2 separate regions of the Mus musculus genome follow, and region 2 is linked to region 1. Evidence: chromatin contacts called from public Hi-C data. All regions are on one chromosome and are shown on one strand. Each heading gives the region's core, a stretch centred on a gene start, on an enhancer-like site or on the middle of the called end of the contact. The rest is flanking DNA. Distances are from core to core; before and after follow the strand shown.

Evidence for each region. A called contact is a pair of places that touch in the nucleus more often than the background predicts.
Region 2: a Hi-C map of epidermal suprabasal cells shows a contact between it and region 1, with 2.0 times the contacts expected there. The contact joins the enhancer-like site here to the promoter of Ptprz1 in region 1. A contact is called at or near these places in 2 of 39 promoter capture datasets (epiblast stem cells and hippocampal neurons), 6 of 484 Hi-C or Micro-C datasets (cortical neurons, epidermal suprabasal cells, neural stem cells and 1 more), 3 of 115 datasets of contacts at active chromatin or transcription factors (embryonic forebrain, embryonic stem cells and neural progenitor cells) and 2 of 9 other capture datasets (adipose tissue and pancreatic islet).

What each region holds. Positions count from the first base shown.
Region 1 is chr6:22,873,029-22,879,773 of GRCm38.p6, forward strand. Ptprz1 (protein tyrosine phosphatase, receptor type Z, polypeptide 1) reads left to right here and starts at 2,474. Exons shown (of 30, transcript NM_001081306.1): 1 at 2,474-2,856. The coding sequence starts at 2,799.
Region 2 is chr6:22,976,166-22,982,910 of GRCm38.p6, forward strand. The region is part of intron 8 of Ptprz1 (protein tyrosine phosphatase, receptor type Z, polypeptide 1); the gene reads left to right. Gm30493 (a long non-coding RNA gene) reads right to left here. Exons shown (of 3, transcript XR_377374.4): 3 at 1-3,779. Among named protein-coding and RNA genes, the nearest start is that of Gm30493, 6.2 kb to the right of the region's middle. Within about 2 kb of position 2,351, at least 1 of the 459 cell types and tissues checked has an H3K27ac peak or open chromatin away from gene starts, as enhancers often do. A contact at or near this core is called in epidermal suprabasal cells, where this site is marked.

The DNA of each region.
Region 1 (6,745 bases), core at 1,224-3,723:
TGTGAAAATGAGACAGTAGGTTCCTGATGCTCCTTTGAGGTCTTCTATTCTCCAGCTTAGCTGCTTCGATGGCCTACTTTTCAAGGACTTCAAGCTTTCTCTCACTAATCTCTCCACGGAACTATCAGAGCCACATCAGTTTTTCTCCACCTCAACCTCTCATTGCTGCCACTCTAAAGAATTAGTTAACACTCAGTTTCCCCTAAAACCCCCAGAACAGAATGATCTCTCCTCATGGTGGCTTTTGTGCCTTCAAGAATATTGGCAATATTCCTAACCACAGAATGAAATTATGGGGATCATAGATTCACCTGTTGGCTCTTCCAGAGAGACTTTAGTTCCTCCTGGGGCTTTGTTTGGTGAATCAAATCTAATACCAACTAATGAAGAGCTAACATAATCATTCTTATTGCTGGACTATTATTCTCCCAGGATGATGGAGAACCCTTGATAACTGAGATGCACTTGATTACATATGTTTTCCCTGTGTAAACTTAGCTTCTATTTTAATTTTACATCTATCTATCTATCTATCTATCTATCTATCTATTCATTTGGGGGTGGTGCATGCCACAGCATTTAAATAGAAGAGACAGGACAACCTATGAAAGACACTTCTCAGTGAGGCTGGTGCCTTTATCCACTGAGCCGTCTTGCAGTAGCCAGCATCTTCTACTAAGCAGTTGAAGTTCCTTCTGTGTTTCCCTAGGAGTTCAAAGTGAGAAGGCTTAGCATTTCCGGTATGAGCTTCTCCACAAGGAAATCAATGCTTGCCACAGTATGAACATTCTTAGTCTGACGGAAATGACAGTGCTTTCAATATAACATGTGACTTCGGTGGCTTTCAGTTTGGTTTCCAGCCTGTTTGATAATCAGATTCTCCAAATGTCCTTTCTGCAAATCTCTAGGAAAACGTCCCTGCCCACTCCAGCTCACATTCAATAAACACTGTTTTTCATTTTTCCCCCTGAACTCTGGATACACTTCCAGTGGATATACACACCTGTTGGTATGTTAGCAAAAATGACCAGAAATTTTCTTGCCTTATGGAAACTCTCAATCTCTATTATAATCCTCGAGGCATTTCTATTTCAAGGAGTGAGAAGAATAGGGTAAGGGTCAACTTCTTATACCGATATGTGTTCCTAAACAAACACTCTAGCTTCAAGACCCGTCCTTTCCTGACGACATGCATTCACCATCCACGAATCGATAGCAAGCTGCATCATTAGCTCTGTCCATTGACCCCAGTGTTCAGAGGCGGTGGGAATTCTGTGAGAACGGGTAGTCACAGCTGAAACAGACTTGGAATTCCAATTTGTATGCATTAAGCATCCTTTGTATTTTATAAAGCTACAGCACTGGCTTTGAGACAATAACAGAACACAAGAGTACATGCTGTACAGATCCCTACATCAAACGGTACCAGGGATAGTTCCGGAACTTGGTTTTCTCTGCCTTTGAATGTGACTCCCAAAAGGCTCTGAATAGAGTCTCTTATCAGTGTAAAATGTAAAATAACTAAACCCCATCGTGTATATGAAAATCTCACAAATATTTAGGTCGATGTATTTAGGCTATTGACTGACATCACCACCAGTTAACTTGTTTCATGTGGACCTCAACATAATTCAACAAACATTTCAGGAATACCTATTCAACTCCCTACCCCGCCCCCCAAGTCAGGAGTTCAGGTTATAGCACTCACGCTCCTACACAGCAAACAAACACCTCCATAGAAACAGGCTCCTAAGGAAAGAACGACATGCTCAGCTCCGAGGAAGCACAGGGTGTGTATTATATTTCTTTTGTGTACCCTTCAATCTAGCAATTAAAAAAAAAAATCTTTCTACAGGAGGACCCTGTGCAAAGAGACACTTGGGGAGTTCCATCCAGCAGGACCAGGGCAGTGTTGACAGTTCCCCACAGCCGCGCAGAGCAGGACAGAATGATTGGGGTCTAATGAAGGGTCAGCCAGGACCAAATGGTCACAGTAGTGCTGCAAATGATTGGACTTAACTACCCTAATGGTAATGGGAGCTGGAACTACTTTACTCACTAAGAAAATGGAAAGGGGGGCGGGGAGAGCTCAGTTTACCCAGGCCCCCTTCAACCCTTCCGGATAGGACCATCTTGGTAACTGCAGAGACGACAATAAACAAAGAAAAAAGACTTTCCCAGGGGTGAAGTCAAAAGGTCGGCCCCAAGCTGTGCGGGACAATGGGGACCCAGCCTCCTCTTGTGTCTTCCTAGTGGGTGAAGGAGCCTTAATGAAGAGACCTTTTTCACCGCGAAGATTCTAAGCCCCAGCGGGTTCCACCTCCAGCCCTGGGCGGGGGAGGGGCGCGGGGCTGGGACAGGCTGGGCCCCGCCACGCCCCTCTTTCTGCTGCTGCGCGACCCCGGCCCCCGCCTGCGCTCCTGCTCCCCCGCCCCCGCGCACTGCGCGTGCCCAGCCCGGAGCGCGTCCCCGCAATTCCGCGCCGCTGCGCTGCGAGCGCTCAGATCCTGGCCGCTGCAGCCCGCTCAGGCAGGGGACAGCGTCCCGCCTGAAGCCAGGCGCTTGGTCCAGGCTCGGTCCCCGCACCCACGCGCCGCCTAGCCTTGTATTCTCTTCTTCTCTCTTCTCTTCCTCTCTCTCTCTCTCTCTCTCTCTCTCTCTCTCTCTCTCTCTCTCTCTCTATCACTCGTTCACCTAGACCCTGGCCAGTCACCGGCGTCCCCTGCCTCGGTGTCCCCACCCTCTGTACCCTAAGCTGTACCCCTGCGGCTGGCGAGGGGCCGCGGACCGGGCTGGAGATGCGAATCCTGCAGAGCTTCCTCGCGTGCGTTCAGCTCCTGTGCCTGTGTCGCCTGGGTAAGTGATAGGACCTCGGCGGGGCACCCGCGCGGGGCTCAGTCTCTGGGACGCAGCTTGGGTGGGGGATTTCAGAACATTGGGTAGCACCCCAAGAAGAGTTATCCCGAACCTTTCGATGTCACTTGCACCGGCTGCGCCCTCATCCCCTCAACTACCACCTGCTGGGTCCCTCTACTGAGACTCCTTTGGTCAGGACACCTAGACACAGGAGGTCGCCGCCTGTCAGGGTCCCCTCGCATGCGTGCTCTCCATATTGCAAAAAGTGGAAATAGCCTTGTAGACCTACATAAGAGAATGAGTCGGTGACTAGAAATACACTACAGCAGTGGCGAGGGGCTGCGACCTAAACGTTCCTTTCTATGTTGCCACTGTAGTACTGTGGACTTGAACGGAAGGCACACGTGTCTGTCTTGAATTACGCACACGCACCTGAAAGGCACTGAGCTGAACAAGCATCGACCTGACTTTTCTAGTACTTTCAATTTAGTCACGTTCAAGTCCAGGCAGTCACTTACAAAAAAGTTCCAGTCAAATCTCTATGAGCATTCTGCCCCCAGCTTCCAGAGAGAAGAGCTGCAGGTGATGGGCGAACAGGGACACAGCACCTTCGCAGGCGTCCGAACCTTACAAGTGTTAAGTGGATATTACTCTCTGCAGTCAACGGTGTGAATATTTACTGGGAATGAGGGTGCAGACTTAGGTTTCTAAAAAGAAAACAAAAAGTAAAACCTGTCTTTTGTTTTGTTTGTTGTTTTGTTTCCTTATTTTAACTACTAAAAGCCCCTTTCAAATGCCTGTTGGAAGACATTGACCTAAAAATTAGAATGTGTACCTCGATTTGTGAGTATAACTGTTTAGCTCCCATCAGTCCTATAGCCCCACTTTTAAATTTCGTTTATAATAAAGGATATATTAAACATGCACTTCCAATCCGATGGAGAGTGCTCCTCTTAGCACCTTCGCGAACAGAAGTCATTTCTAGTTCTGACTGATGAGACTTGTGTAGGTCACTATGGTGATGACTGCCTGTAATCCACTCTGAGTATTCACCTAACCTCAATCCCCAAGGCTTGGTGAAAGTATTCAGAGCCGTCTTGGCCAATGCCTTGTAGGCAGCCACTCAGCTGACAGATCCCCTGACCTTCCCTGACAGGGCAGGCTTGAAGTTGGTTGTTGAATCCCAAGGACTCTGGTTCTTTAGAAATGTTCTTCCAATCCATACCTGTTGAATTGACATTTCCACATTCCAGCCACAGACATTTTAGCAACAAAGCCAGGTCCTCTTGATACTTAAATTATTGTTTAAGGAGATCTTACAGCATTAGGGAAGCAAATTACAGTATTACTCTGCACTTCAGCAAAACACAAGCCCAAGACTACATTAGGACTGGTTTTAATTGAGGAGAAACATTAGTTGCCACACAATGTATCTGTTTGAAGCACAATGTTCAGTGGTGTTTACTATATTCACAGAGTTGTCTGCTATCACTGACATCTGATCCCAGAGCATGGCATCAGCCCTCCTTGATCACTAACTAAGGTTTCCTGCTCAACCTCTGTGTCTATTGATCGGCCTGCTCTGGACATTTTGTCTGAACAGAATCATGAAACATGCAGCAATTTTTTTTTTTTTTTGGGTCTGGCTTCATTCTCTTAGCAGAATGTTTTCAAGGTGAACTCATGTCTTAGCATGTATCCAACCTCATCACTTTTTATGACTAGCCAGATCCCATTATATGCAAATCACACATTCCCAAAGTTGATTTTTTTGTTGTTGTTGTTGTTTTATTTTCCCATAGTAAGGCATTATTTGTAGCCTGCTTAGGGTTGCATACATTTTAGCTGATTGGACACATGCCTTTGAAGATATATAATGCAAGGGGAAAGAACTGAATGCACTGTTTAAGACTGTTACAAGCTTATACAATAGCATTAAATCTAAGACTGCCTATTAGAAATGAAATATGGGTTCTCTCTCTTTCTCTTTCTCTCTCTCTCTCTCCCTGCCCTACTACTATTACTACTACTACTACTACTACTACTACTACTACTACTACTACTACGAGATGCCTATGTTATCCTTCACCATTTTAAACCAGGCTTTTACATTGCTATAAATAAGTTGTCCTGGGAACACAGGCAAATCACATGGATATATTGCCCTTGGTGTAGCATATTGTAGAAAACTGAGGCATATTATCTATGAATGAAAAATTCAGCCTCCTCTTTAATGCCGCCACCATCTATACATCAGTGTTTATGGATGTATTTATTTCTCATCTTCAGTGCCTTTGGAGCCATCTAGGTACCATGCCACCCATAAAATGTGCTCAACAAAAGGTCTGAGGACAGACTGAGATGTGGTGTAGGTAGCAATTCTGACATAATTAGACCACCAGACGTACCATTATCCAGGAATGTTCAATTCACCAAGGTACTCATTGCTTACAGTGAAGAACCCCTCTGTGATCAGGGTAGTACCACGTTTTGTGTCCTAGGTGTCCCAATGGTTTAAACCAGGCAGACAAACCATTGACTTTCCCATAAGAAGGTAAGACTGTGTGTTATGGAGAAAACCAAGGGGTTTGAAGGACTGTTAACAATCACTTCTTTTCATTCATGAGACCTCAGGATCTAGAAGCAAGCAAGTTGCAGAGCTACTTCAAAGTACACACTCTTGTTAGATAGGTAATGAACCTGATTCTAAACTTCCTAGTCAGGTCTACTGCTGTGGGGGCTATGTTAAAAAAATAGAATACCCCTACAGCCCCTGTAGTAATTATGACTTCAGTCACTCTGGGTGTGATTCCAGGAGTCTTGTTCAGTTCTGACTCTCAGTTTGTCCTCTATAGCAAATTATACAGCGAACACAAAACACTCCTGCTTCCTCCAAATAATAACTAGTCCCCATTCAGGAAATTTGTTACGTTTGGCTAGCATGAGAATGCATTTCTGCGGGTGGGATCTCTGTCTCTCTGCACAGCAAGGCTATTCTCAAAAGGGACGTTTGCAGGAGAGATCACTTCATCTATAAGTTCATTTCTACTTGCACATCTATACTAGAAAGGATCTTGCTTAAAATTGTATGTTGTGACAATTTTGTTTCTGGTAAAAAAATTTTTTTTTCTTTTTTTTCTGGAAGCACAAGCTGCTTCCTCCTGAAACTTCAGGAAGCTCTCAGTGGATCTGTCTTGGGTGCTCAATTTGAGTGCTTGTTTGCTAACCTTTTTTTACTTTGTAAAATGGCTCTGTCAGCCAAGCCTACAGCACATTAGGGAAAGGCTTTGTGGACATAAATTGGGTGCTCTAGACCCACTCGCCAACAGCTCCAGCATCCACTTAATGCCACCCCCATGATAGTAGCATCCATCTTCCCATTTTTTGTCCCCCACGCCCACCCCGCATCTGAAGTTGAAGAAACAGGCACACAAATGTCACATGACTCTTTGGCATCACACAGCCTAGCTGGCCTCTGTCTCTTCCAAGTTGGAGACTTTATTTTCTGTGGTTTATCTTTTGTCCTTTTTTGTTTGCATTTTTCTTTGTTTGTTTGGTTGGCTGGTTTGTTTTAGACAGGGTCTTAGGTAGCAGGAAGGCCTTCAAAGCTCTATTTAGCCAAGGATGATCTTGGATTCCTGATGTCCCTTCTCTGCCTTCTAAGAGGCACACCTTGGTGACCCTTTCTGTGCTCCTTCCGGAGGACAGCTTTTCCTATTGAGAATGTGCAGGCACACATCCCAGGATGAAATGCAGAATTTCAGTCCTGTTTGCTTTCTTGCAAATGCACTCGGAGGCTTTTCTTAAATGTTCCCATATAGCCTTTATTTCCTTTTTAAAAATTTAAGCACAGTCTATCATTTTTAGGTAACAATAACAATTGTCTCAA
Region 2 (6,745 bases), core at 1,101-3,600, 100 kb after region 1:
AGGTTTTCTTCATTTAATATACTTGGGAAAATTTTTATGTGCTCAAAGTCTTCAAAAGAATGCATAACATACAGTCCAGAATCATGATAAAAGACAGTTTCAAAAAAAAGATTTTAATTTTAAAAACAGTATCTGTGTCATACTAAAGTTAAGAAGTCATTTCCTCGGTGTCTGAGAAGAAGACACAGAGAATCTGTTCACTCCCTCACTTGAACTATGTCACTGTGCAGTTACAACGATTATTATATTTGACAACAGTGTATACTTAGCATGATTATATAGGAATCTTACAGATTCCCATTGTATAATATTTTACTTTTGCTGAACTTGTAAAAGAAAAGGTGAGCTGCGTGCTATCTGCAGCTGAGAAGGGAGACTTGGGAATCTTTAGAATGGGAGCATTTATTTATGTTCTGGGACAATTTTTTTTCTACCACAGTGGTTTGCATTTCAGCAAGCATTTATTATTATTTCATTTGCTGAGCACATCCCTCTGACAGTTCTCTTGGTAATGAATAGACCATCGCCCTTCTTTTTGAAGCTGAATTAGTCAACAATTGAGGGTAGAATCCAGGTTTTGATTGTTATCAAATTTAATCTGAAAATAAGGCATTTTGTGTGTGCTATTGTTAAAGTAGAAAATCTGAGTAGGCTCACAAAAGACACTAAAAAATTTTTAAGTGTTATGATTCAAAATTGTCCACTGAAAACTCAATGTGCTTTTAGACTTTTCACTCCAATTAAAGACATATTTCATCTTGCAATGGTAAGTATGTTACATAGTAATATTAAATGAATCTCTAAGAAAGTATTTTAACTGTCACATAGTATTCCACTATTTTGTGAAAATTTATAAAATATTTTTCTCACCCTTGAACATTCAGGGTATATTTTCACTTTCTACCTTCATAAATATCTAACATTGTCATTTTGGTTACAGCAGAAGTAAAAAGTATGATAAAAATTGTCAGACCCTTGCTCTTAATAAATACATTGTAGATACATGTATTTTCACCATACATACCAAATCATGGCACAAAGCATGTGACTCCCTGTTTCCAAGTGCACTCTGAGATGAAAGCCAAGACCATATTCATCTTTACACTTACAGCAGCCTTTGAGAATTCCCTTCATCAGAACGTCACTGCTCTGCATTTCTGCTTTGATGTAAGGAAGCCATTCCTTAGAAAGGCACGTCATCTAGGCATCATAAAGTGGACATGGTAGATTCTAAGAATCCTTGGATTTAGTAGAGCCATCTGATTGGGAAGGCTTTAGTAGAGGCTGCCTTCTAAACAATAAGTACTACAGACAACAATTCAAACCTGTATAGAGTAGAAGTTCACATTTATTCCCAGCCCCTCAAGTACCATATGCTTTCTTGTTCTTTTTTTTTATTTTTTTAACAATTTTTATTAGATATTTTCTTCATTTACATTTCAAATGCTATCCCAAAAGTCCCCTATACCCTCCTCCCACCATGCTCCCCAACCTACCCACTCCCACTTCCTGGCCCTGGCATCACCCTGTACTGGGGCATATAATCTTTGCAAGACCAAGGGCCACTCCTCTCATTGATGGCCGAGTAGGCCAACTTCTGCTACATATGCAACTAGAGACATGAGTTCAGGGGGGTAATGGTTAGTTCATATTGTTGTTCCTCCTATAGGGTTACAGACCCCTTCAGCTCCTTAGGTACCTACTTTCTCTAGCTCCTCCACTGGGGGGCCCTGTGCTCCATCCAATAGCTGACTGTGAGCATCCACTTCTGTATTTGCCAGGCACTTGCATAGCCTCACAAGAGACAGCTATATCAGGGTCATGTCAGCAAAATCTTGCTGGCATATGCAATAGTGTCTGTGTTTGGTGGCTGATTATGGTATGGATCCCCAGGTTGGGCAATCTCTGGATGGTCCTTCCTTTCATCTCAGCTCCAAACTTTGTAACTTCTTCCATGGGTAATTTGTTCCCCATTCTAAGAAGGATCAAAGTATCCACACTTTGGTCTTCCTTCTTCTTGAGCTTCATGTGTTTTGCAAATTGTATCTTGGGTATTCTAAGTTTCCGGGCTAATATCCACTTATCAGTGAGTGCACTCTCTCATTGAAGAGCAGGGTTCATTGAGAGCATGGAGAAAACACAATCTGAGCTTCAGACACCAGAGAGCATTTACTTCCAAACTCAGCACCAGTACTTTATTATATGAAAATCATAGAATTATTGATGTTATAAACCACCATATCTTCATCTATAAAATGAGAATTACATTTGGTCTGTAATGAGACTCTCATGAGACTCAAACTGAGCTAAAATTTGCAATGTACTACCACGCCTTAGATGAGTGAGCTGCACACTCAGTGACTGATGTCATTGTCACGTGTCACATGCATGAAGAAACAAGAAATCATGGTGAAGAAATAGAACTCTGTAAAATTTGCATGATGAGCATTTAATATAATTTGTTATAGAGTTATGGAATGTACTCCAAGTGTTAGCTAGCACTGTAATAAATGTAATATAAAAATTTTAAAGCAGTAGAATATAGTGTGCTTTTCAAGATAGTGAGCATGTTGGGAGTATCTTTGGAGCATAATGTATCTGAACCACGTAGCATAAGGCAGTGAACTACAAGATATTTTCTACCATTTCCTTGGAAATGCCATTATTAATTTTACATTAGCAAGCCTACTTTCTGGGAAGTCGGTAGTTGTAAATAGTGTTTGTTAGCATCACACCTAGATAGCGCTAGCTCTAATTATAATCAGGAAAGAAAAAAAAGATCATTTACTTCTTAGACAATCGTGCACTACAAAATTAAACTGCTGATAATGTTGTTCTCAATCCCTAGAGAAGAGCATGACCGTATATGTACATGCACAGTCAGCAAATGATGGAATGACACTCCCCTAGGCACACCTACCCAGCACTTTCTTACCTTTCCACATTTTTAGCCCTAGTTAATGCAACTCAGAATATGTTCCCTCCCTCCTGGCAAGCTTTATGTATTTCAGGACACACCCCAGAACAAGGAAGGCCAAAGGGAACACAAACCTGGCTGTGCATTCTACATCAACTTGGTTAACAGAGAGATTTGTGATGACCGAAAATTCACTTGTCTTTCTCCTCCATGTCTTTTCTGCCATCTTTTCGTTCCCTGCCTTTTCCTTTTGTCTTCAGATACTCAGAATGTTGATTGGTAATTTTGTCTTTTTTTTTCTTGATGTAGTACATGTTCTTCCACACAATGTAATAACTAATTAACCACCAACCTTTATGAAAGCTAAACATGACACTCTACAACTTTAAGTGGATACACGTGGCTTTTGATGAGTCCCATATGGTCCAAGTAACAGTTGTTTATTTGATTCTGGTTTATTGTCTATTTCTCTATGAACGAAGTCTAGAATTTACTAACTGAAGACACATGAAGCTTTCTGAATGTCCATCTTAGAAATTGACGACAGGGATGAGTTTCCAAGGAGCAGGAACAACAGCGGCACCTACATACCAGTAGTAACCAGAACCAACTTGAGTGGAGGGTTGGAACTGGTTTTAATCTAGAACAGATATGGGTCCCTGATAAAGCTGATCTGGCAGGTCGGATTCTTTGCCTATGAATGATACTTAAGCACTTTCTAGAACTCTATATGTTCTTCGGGAACCAGGTCCCCCGTTTCAGGCATTGTTGCTGAAAGAATGTGTAGCTGTGATCCAGTTTGAGCATAACTTGTGTAAATGAAATGAAAGGCACCATTTGCTTCCAGTAAAGTTGATGAGACCTATACAAGGAAATTATAATTCTGTTACTGTTTAAATTTGTGTTAGCATGTATTTAATATCTAAATACATAGTGATCCAAAAAGGAATTCTAGATTTTCAGACCAGATAATTGGCTGATTAGAGTTTATATATTTCTAATAAAAAATAATTACCCAAATTCTGGAGAAATTATTCAGTGGTTACAAGAACCCACTGCTAAGACTGCCTAATAGGCTTACAGAGGCCCTGGGTTCAGTTCCTAGCACCAATGCAGGTCTGCTCATAGCCACCTATAATTCCAGCTAGAGAGCGTCCACACTCTTTTCTAGACTGCGCCATTGCCTTCATGCAGTGTGTACGACTCCACACAGAGGCTCATGCACTGGATAGTCATGTAAACTAAAATAAAAATAATAGGTTAGCTAGGGGTTTATATTACTAAATTATTGCTTATCAATTAATAAAATGGATATTTTTAATGTTCTTATTATACTAAAGCTCAATATATATGTGTTTCACAACACATAGAATTGAGTTCACAAGCCAAGGGGAAACTTTCCATGGAAGGGAAGCATTTTTATTTTTAAAAAGCCTTATGGAAGCATATTACTATAGAAACCTCCTAAAATAGATACATATTTTAAATGAGTTTAAATTAAGAAACCATATTATAAGGGAGTGATAATACTCCAATTAAACATTGTATGCTACCAAGAAAAAGACCCAAGAATTAAGAATGAATTTAATCATTTTGAGTTGTTCCATGATTCTAAGTTGAGGATCTGATAGGATTTCTAAGCTTTATGGACAATTGCCATTACTATCAATTACACTCCAAAATTTAACAGTAAGATCCTATTGCTGAAGACACCGTGTGCTTATGTGATAGAATATGGAGAGATCTAGCTGGTGCTCAACTGGAAGCTTCAGCCTTCTGGATCACATTCATACTGCCTGAAGGCACCAAAGGAGAAGAGTAACCATCATTCTCACCCAGCTCTGAATCCTGAGAGCTGCAACAAAGACACACCTGCAAGATATGCCCGCTGGTGCAATAGTGGCACAAACGTTACGGGTGTAACCAACCACTTTTTAAAAACTGGGTTTAAGTCCCACTCCACAAGATGGAACGCATCCATATCCTACACTGTCAACAAGACCAAGAACCTATAGCCAGATAAGCCATGGGCCCTAGGGAAAAGTCTACTTGCATCATTCGGCTAAGTGAATATAGCAATAACACAACTCGTAATGACACATCCTCATATGCATAGACCAGTGAATGACTCAACCTGGACTGGAGATTTTCTTTGCGGTGTAGAATAACTAACACAGAAATTTACAAGTGACCAAAATGTAGAGCTCAAGAGACATTGGGATGCCTAGCTTTCAATAGGATGTCTCTGCCACATTGCCTGCTTGAGGCTCAAAGATCTATACAGAGAAGGAAGAGGAAAGATTCTGAGAGTTGAAGATGTAAGGAAACAGTGTCTTCCAGCCACAGCTGAGAAGGTGCACTTAAGAGCCCACAAAGACTGTGTCAGTGCACACAAGACCTTCTCAAGCTCAAGCCGGTCAAAATCCCAGTACAAAGAAGTAGAAATGAGCATAAATTCCACTTCTAGCCAAGTATTTATTGCCAACAGAAAACTACTAGGAGAGATAATGTCAGTTTCCTTCAGTTGAGTGGCACTGTACATGGTAACTACTCCCAGGACAGGTCCCATGCTCAGGAGTAGTCAGCCAACACAAACAGGGCTTCTGAATTTTAAGAGATAGAAAACATGACATTGAGTGGTTAGGAAGGTAATGATCTGCCAATAGTCGAGAAAGACAAATGAAGAAATAAAAGAGGAATACATAAGCCCAAAGTATTGAAATAACTAAAACCTAATATCAAAGAAATATAACTTCCTTTGAAAAGTCTCACTTCATATTGACCCAGATGGTTACCATCTGAACCATCTCCTATTTCTCACTGGTAAGATCAGACAGACACGGACAAGCCAGAGAAGCTTGACAAGATTGATCCATTCTTATCTCCTTGAACAAAGCTCAACTCTAAGTGGACCAAGGAACTCCACATAAAACCAGAGACACTGAAACTTATAGAGGAGAAAGTGGGAAAGAGCCTCGAAGATATTGGCACAGGGGAAAAATTCCTGAACAGAACACCAATGGCTTGTGCTGTAAGATCAAGAATCAACAAATGGGACCTCATAAATTTACAAAGCTTCTGTAAGGCAAAAGGACACTATCAAGAAGACAAAAAGGCAACCAATAAATTGGGAAAAGATCTTTATCAATCCTAAATCCAATAGGGGGCTAATATTTAATGTATATTAAGAACTGAGGAAGGTGGATTCCAGAAAACCAAACAACCCTATTGAAAATTGTGGTACAGAGACTAAACAAAGAATTCTCAATTGAGGAATACCGAATGGCTGAGAAGCACCTGAAAAAAATGTTCAACATCCTGAATCATCAGGGAAATGCAAATCAAAACAACCCTGAGATTCCACCTCACACCAGTCAGAATGGCTAAGATCAAAAATTTATGTGACAGCAGATGCTGGCGAGGATATGGAGAAAGAGGAACACTCCTCTATTGTTGGTGGGATTGCAAGCTGGTACAACCACTCTGGAAATCAGTTTGGTGGTTCCTCAGAAAGCTGGATATAGTATTACCAGAAGATCCAGCAATACCACTCCTGGCATATACCCAGAAGATGCTCTAACTTGTACACATGCTCCACTATGTTCATAGCAGCTTTATTTATAATAGCCAGAACCTGGAAAGGACCCAGATATCCCTCAACAGAGGAAAAGATACAGAAAATGTAGAATGTTTACACAGTGGAGTACTATGCAGCTATTAAAACCGACTCTATGAAATTCTTAGACAAATGGATGGATCTGGAAAAATATCATTCTGAGTGAGGTAATCCAATCACAAAAGAACACACATGATATGCACTCACCGATA